Linked DNA regions of Sus scrofa: region 2 is linked to region 1. Evidence: chromatin contacts called from public HiChIP or PLAC-seq data. All regions are on one chromosome and are shown on one strand. The core of a region is the stretch at or near the end of the contact, and the rest is flanking DNA. Distances in the headings are between cores, read along the strand shown.

What was found. HiChIP or PLAC-seq counts read pairs in DNA pulled down with a chosen protein or histone mark.
Region 2: an H3K27ac HiChIP or PLAC-seq map of alveolar macrophages shows a contact between it and region 1. The contact joins two enhancer-like sites. A contact is called at or near these places in 2 of 47 Hi-C or Micro-C datasets (epiblast stem cells and retroperitoneal adipose tissue) and 2 of 2 datasets of contacts at active chromatin or transcription factors (alveolar macrophages and skeletal muscle).

What each region holds. Positions count from the first base shown.
Region 1 is chr11:20,855,693-20,858,973 of Sscrofa11.1, forward strand. The region is part of intron 1 of LRCH1 (leucine-rich repeat and calponin homology domain-containing protein 1); the gene reads right to left. Among named protein-coding and RNA genes, the nearest start is that of LRCH1, 49 kb to the right of the region's middle. Within about 2 kb of position 1,584, at least 14 of the 83 cell types and tissues checked have an H3K27ac peak or open chromatin away from gene starts, as enhancers often do. A contact at or near this core is called in alveolar macrophages and retroperitoneal adipose tissue, where this site is marked.
Region 2 is chr11:20,947,120-20,950,400 of Sscrofa11.1, forward strand. No RefSeq gene overlaps it. Among named protein-coding and RNA genes, the nearest start is that of LRCH1, 42 kb to the left of the region's middle. Within about 2 kb of position 1,747, at least 11 of the 83 cell types and tissues checked have an H3K27ac peak or open chromatin away from gene starts, as enhancers often do. A contact at or near this core is called in alveolar macrophages and retroperitoneal adipose tissue, where this site is marked.

The sequences.
Region 1 (3,281 bases), core at 334-2,833:
CTCAGGGGTGGGGATGGGGTGTGAAATTACAAAAGAAAAAGGCATGGGGAGTCTAAAAAGACAGACAAATTTTTCCTTTGAATTTTCTGAAACTGGATTTTTTTTTTTTTTTTTTTTGAGCTTGTAATGTATCAGCCACTCAGACGCAAAACCTTCTAAAAATCTGCAACCATCTCTTTCCTCTAGACAGGCAAGTTCCTGTGCTGTCTATTTTTATTCGGATTGTGCGCTGAACTGAGGCACCCCGGCTGCAAGAAGGCCAGAGGAAACCACGCGAGCAAGGTGCCAAAGAGGCCACTTCGCACACAAAGAAAGAGCAGTGTTTCTGGAACCTGTGGAGGAAAGCGTGTACCAGACACTGACTTACTTTGAAACCGCCTCAAAAACTGTGACGTTCGAATTCTGCTGTCCTTTTAGCGTACCTGGGGTTGCGGAACTGCACACCAACACAGATCCGCCCTTGCAGTGACAGACCAACTATAACATGGGATCAAAACCTCCCAGGGGTTCCCAGAATGTTGGGTGCTGTTGGGGAGGGTCATCTGGTTTGGCCTCTAACTACGCTTGTCCAACTTTGGGGGCGGGAGGGGGAGAAGAGAAGCTCTTATCTAAAGCTGATCCTGGAGTTCCCGTCGTGGCGCAGTGGTTAACGAATCCGACTAGCAACCATGAGGTTGCAGGTTCGATCCCTGGCCTCCCTCAGTGGGTTAACGATCCGGCGTTGCCATGAGCTGTGGTGTAGGTTGCAGACGCGGCTCGGATCCCACGTTGCTGAGGCTCTGGCGTAGGCCGGGGGCTACAGCTCTGATTCGACCCCTAGCCTGGGAACCTCCATATGCCTCGGAAGCGGCCCAAAGAAATAGCAAAAAAAGACAGAAAAAGTAAATAAATAAATAAAGCTGATCCTCATTATATATGCTAGTTGTGTTCTGTTCTGGAAGGTCAACTTGAACAGAGCAATCTTGTTTTACGTGCGTTTCTGGTTTAAAAACACCTTACGCGACACAGGATACGGATTCCTTCCTTACCACACTGTACTCACAGCCCACGGCCCTGCAACACCTGCCTGATACATGCAGTTTCTCCAAAAGGCACCTCAAGCCTTCTTGCACTCAGAAACACAGACAGGACTTGGGCACGACGCTTGGGGGCATTTAAACAGTGAAATCAGTGAAGGAAAGCTCAGAAATGCAAAAAGCGTGTTACCACAGCAAAACGGCTGCTTGTTTAGATCGAGAGCTGAAACAAGAAGGTAGAGCATTGCCTCCAGCAACTCAAATTTTTTTGCCAGTCTACACATTTGCAAATGAGCCCAAGAGCAACAGAAGTACTGATTTGGGGGCAAAAAACAAATCTGAGCAGGTAGGAAAACTCACAAATACGGAACCCTCGAATAACAAGGACCAGCTGTATTAGGCAACTTGGAAACTTTCCTAGACTTAGAGTAATTAATATGAAGTCTATGCAAACCTTTTAAAGGCCACTTGAAAATTCGGGTGTTCTGAGCTGCATACAGTGCACACAAATGACCATCTGTGGGAGGCACTGCAAATGCACCCCTCACTCCCCCAAATCCAGCAGGCAAGGCGCCAATCACCATGGACTAATGGTCTGACCACCAGCTTCTGCCACCACAACATCTGAGGGGCTCTGATCCAATCACCAGCCGCCTGTCTACCCACAACGGGATTTCCCACCATCTCCAGAAGGCACTTCCTCAAAATCATTCCCTTTGTCTATTCATGCCTTTAAAGTCTCATCTGAATGTAACTTCAAGTTAGAAGTCGCTGGCGTTCTTTCACACACTAACAAAGATATCTCTGTTTTTCAGAATAGTTCCTTTCCACCCATATGCTTAAGATAAAAACGCAGGATGAAAAGATGCCCGGTTTTCTCCTACTTATATTCATGGTCACACCAAGCATCTTCCATCACGGAAATGGAAACATACAACAGACATAATGCAACTGATATGGGATCCTTGCAAAATAACAAATGATTTTTTTTATCTCTCTGGAAAAATAAAGACTCAGATTTATTGTCACTGAATCAGAGTGCACCATTCACGCTGCCTCTTTGAGGCAGAAAACGTTCGGGGGTACAGGACAGGACGCAGGTCCCCACCCTGGGGGGGGGTGGCGTGCCCTGGGATCATAGTGTTTCTTCAGAGCTGCAGGGAAAGGTGAGACTTCACCAGCCCAACACTGGCTTGGAATGAAACCAATAAGCACTCAAGACGTGCTTCTGACTGTGACTCAAACCCCCTCCCCCAGCACCACTATTCGGGTCTCAGCTCCGCCTTCTTCCAGTCCAGTACGAAAATAGGAACCATGGCTTTTTGAAACTTCTGCTTTTTGAAAGTCCCAAAACTGGTTACATTTTTCTTTTTTTTTTTTGTCTTTTTTTTTTTTTTTTTTTTTTTGTCTTTTGTCTTTTTAGGGCCGCACCCGCGGCATATAAAGATTCCCAGGCTAGGGGTCTAATCGAAGCTACAGCTGCCAGTCTGCACCACAGCCACAGCAACACCAGATCCAAGCCACATCTGCAACCTACACCACAGCTCAAGGCAACACCGGATCCTCAACCCACTGAGTGAGGCCAGGGATCGTACCCGCAACCTCATAGTTCCTAGTCGGATTCGTTTCCACTGCGCCATGACGGGAACTCAGTAACTGCTTACTTTTGTAAAGCCTTTTTTTTTCTTCCCCCAAACAAAATTCACCTTTATTCTACTCCTGTGGAATTTCATAAGCCTTGGTCAGGAGAAGATAAAGTCTCCTATAAAAGGTCTGGCAGGAGAAACTGACGTTGCGTTTCTAATAGGCAACGATTGGACAAACACTGTGGAGAAGATACGGTGGTTTTTAGTCTTTTTTTTACAGCTGTTGAAAGACTTTTGATGCTACAACTAAAAAAGCTTGAGAATTAAAGTTATGATTTATTACGTGGAAAGAGATGTCTGTCATTCTTAATTACTTTCCCAACTTTAACGTCCCCTTTCCTACTACATAAAATATTCAAAGAAAAAAGGTCGAGCCAGGCCTTAGATGTCACGTGGCTGATTTTGCAAACATTCTGTGTCTGGGCCAACCACTGGGTGCCTAGGGCCTTTCCTGTTCTTTTTGTTTCCTTGAGTCAATTCCTGTCAGGTGCAAACACTCCAGAAATGCAGAATTAGGACATAGGAACTAAGCCTGAGTCACAGCTAGAAGCCCCCTTCCTCTATGGAGTTCACCATTAAAAACAAATGAAACCTCAATTACATTTCAAACAAAAAGGCA
Region 2 (3,281 bases), core at 497-2,996, 92 kb after region 1:
GCCTTTAAAAAATATATATTGAAAAACAGTTGATTTACCGTGTGTTAATTTCAGCTACACAGCAAAGTGACTCAGTTATACATATATGTTCGTTTTCATATTCTTTTTCATTATGGTTTGTCAGAGGATACTGAATACAGTTCCCTGTGCCATACAGTAGGCCCTTATACATACTGGTTTGCCTCTGCTAACCCCAAACTCCCAGGCCTTCTCTTCCCCCTTCCCCCTCCCCCTGGCAATCACGAATCTGTTCTCTCTGTGAGTACGTTTTTGTTTGGTAGAAAGGTGCGTTGGTGCAGAGGGATTTTTCTACTCCAGGGCTCTCCCCTTGCCAACACCCTGGCGGGGTGTGCTGCTCTGCCGCCCGGAAGCCCACCTGGCGGTGGCAGCCTCACACTGGGTGTCTGCCTTTCATGCATACTGCTGGCGGGGCAGGGAAACCTTGAACCTGGGCTGCAGCGGGGCGGGTGGCCGGGGAGGCAGCGTTGCTCTGGGGCACAAAGGTTCTGAGGACACCTAGATGAACGGACGTCAATGGCGCCTTGGCCCTGGGGCCTGGTGTTGCTCCGCTTTCCCTGCCACCAGTTTGGACATCAGGAAAACGCCAAGAACCAGCAGATCCTGAACTGGCTCCTCATTCCACCGAATGGCGGGTAGCAGTTCAACTTCAGGCCCTGGGCAAGTGCGAGGTGAAGGTCGCGCAGGCGCACGACGCCCTCCACCCCCCTCTCTGGCCACGCCCAGTGACCCCGCCGCGGCCCTCGCGACCTGCCCCACGTTCATCACCTGGTCTCCACTGTACCCCAGCGACGTCCCCTGCAACTGCGAGGGGCTTCTGGTGGACCCAGATGGTGCGCCCGAGCTCAGGTACAGCCGTCGACATGGAACGTGACACGTGACATTGAAGCTCTGCGGGTCCCAGGCCCCCGGCTGTGCCCGTGTGCCCCTCCATCCCCTGCCGCTTGGCAGTCACAGCGCGGCCCTCTGGAGATTTACCCATGGAGGTGTTTCTTCTAAACCCGCAGGCGGGACCGCCTGATGTCCAGGAAAATCCCCCGAGATGGGCCCTGGTCCTGTCCCTCCTGGCCTCCCCTTCCCCACAGTTCCTCATTAACAAGGTGTCGGAAAGACAGGACAGAGGATCAATTTTGAGAAGTAGTTCAGTGACGGGCTGATGAAAGCGGCGGAAATTTGGGTTATAGCCCTCTTTAGTAGTCCTTCGTCTCAGGCAGCTTCGTGAAATCCTGTTCTGTTTTCTCTCTCCAGCCCAACACTAAAAAATCGGGTGGGAAGATCCTTTTTCATTCAGTCAAAACCAGCCTATTTTTTTTTTTTTTTAATTTTATGGCCACACCTCCTGGGCCAGGGATTGAATCTGAGTCACAGCTGTGGCCTAGACTGCATATGTGGCAATTCTGGATCCTTTAACCCGCTGCTGCCAGGCGGGGATCTAACCCGCACCTCTACTGTGACCCAAGCCGCTGCAGTCAGATCCTTAACCCATTGCCCATAGCTGGAACTCAAAACCCAAACATTCTTTAAGTGTCATACAGAAAAAAGAGAAGGCTGGCGGGAGGAACTGAGAAGTGGTTGGTAAATTAGCCAGAATTTAGTAACTGGTGACGTGAGGCCGGGGTAGGGAGTGGGGTTGAGGAAGAGGGTGGAAATGAGATGCTTTCTCAGTTTGTAGCCTGTATGGCTGGGTTGAAGTGGTGCCTTCACACTAAGTGAGACAGAGGAGATAGAGGAAGTGCTGATTTAGGGAAGAAGAGGATGCGTTTCAGCACTGCTGAGGCTGAGCTAGACACTGTGTGGGCATTTAGATATATGAGTCTGAAGTTTAGGAAATGAATAATAATAAAAAAGAACCAACCAGGAAACATATGATTGATCTGGAACTGCAGTGGGGGAGTACGTGGCTTGTTCCTCTACATTTGGGGATAAAATAAAGGTCACTGCCCTCCTGACAACGTGTAAGCTTGAGTGGCATCAGGTCCGCTCTGCACTGGTTGTCCTCCTGGGAACGGGGCTGGGTCCTCACCTTTCTTCTCCTTTTGCTAGAGTGTGTCCTGCCTCCACACCCCCGCTGGAGGCTCCTCGGCCCTGGCCAGGATGAGTAGGCTGTGGCTGGCCCACTTCCCATCGGTCGCCGTTCCTGGATGTCACAGGTAAGCCTTTGGTTTTTGGATTTTCACGTCAGTCCCTATAGGAAATAAGAGGAGGATAAACATCAGAGCAAGAAGAGAAGTGGTCTCCCGTGTTTCTTTGGGGAGTAAATAGATTTTTCTGAACCATCCTGGTTGGCATTTTTCCTAGACACCAGAAGGGCCCCTTGGGAATTAAATGGGAACCCTATTGGCTGACTCGAGTGAGGGTAAAAACCAAGAGAATCCTAATAATGAAAACGATGTTATGTACTTTTCTCCTGGATTAACGGGTTGCTCTCCGTTGTTGTTGTCATTAATTCCCCTCTTTCTTTTAGCTTTGTTTTGTTGTCCTGTTTTATTTTGTTCTTTATTCTTATTTGTCCCCTCGGAACCAAATCTTGACTCTTGCACAAAATCTGATGCATGTGATCTGCATACCATCTGAGAGGTCTCCTTGTTGCTCTGGAGGGTGAAACCAGAGCCTCCCACCGTAGGTATTATGAGCACGGGGCTACGGGACTCAGATAAATGAATTCCAAATGCTGCCCTGTGCGGGATGAATAACAGTTCCTTGCGCTAAACAGGATATAGGATCCATGTGACATTTCGTGCTGAGAAATAAAGTGTCACAAGCCAGGCAAATGGCTTGTGGTTTTGCCACTTTCCTCTCAAATGATAGCAATATTCATTTTCCTCTTCTTCTTGACAAAGAAAAGAAAAAAAAAACAACTTGATCATCAGCCTTTTTGCTTTCCTTCAAAGATTTCGTGCAGCATGAAGTAAGGCTGACATTTTATAAGTGAACTTCAGGAATAAAAAGGCTAACCTGAACAGTTTTACATATATATATATATATATATATATATTTTTTTTTTGTCTTTGCCTTTTCTAGGGCTGCTCGCATGGCATATGGGGGTTCCCAGGCTAGGGGTCTAATCGAAGCTGTACTTGCTGGCCTACGTCACAGCCACGCGGGATCCGAGCCACGTCTGTGACCTACATCACAGCTCACAGCAACACCAGATCCTTAACCCACTGAGCGAGGCCGGGGATGGAACCTGCAACCTCATGGTTCCTAGTTGGATTTGTTAACCACTGCGCCACTATGGGAACTCCAGTGAACAGTTCTTCTCA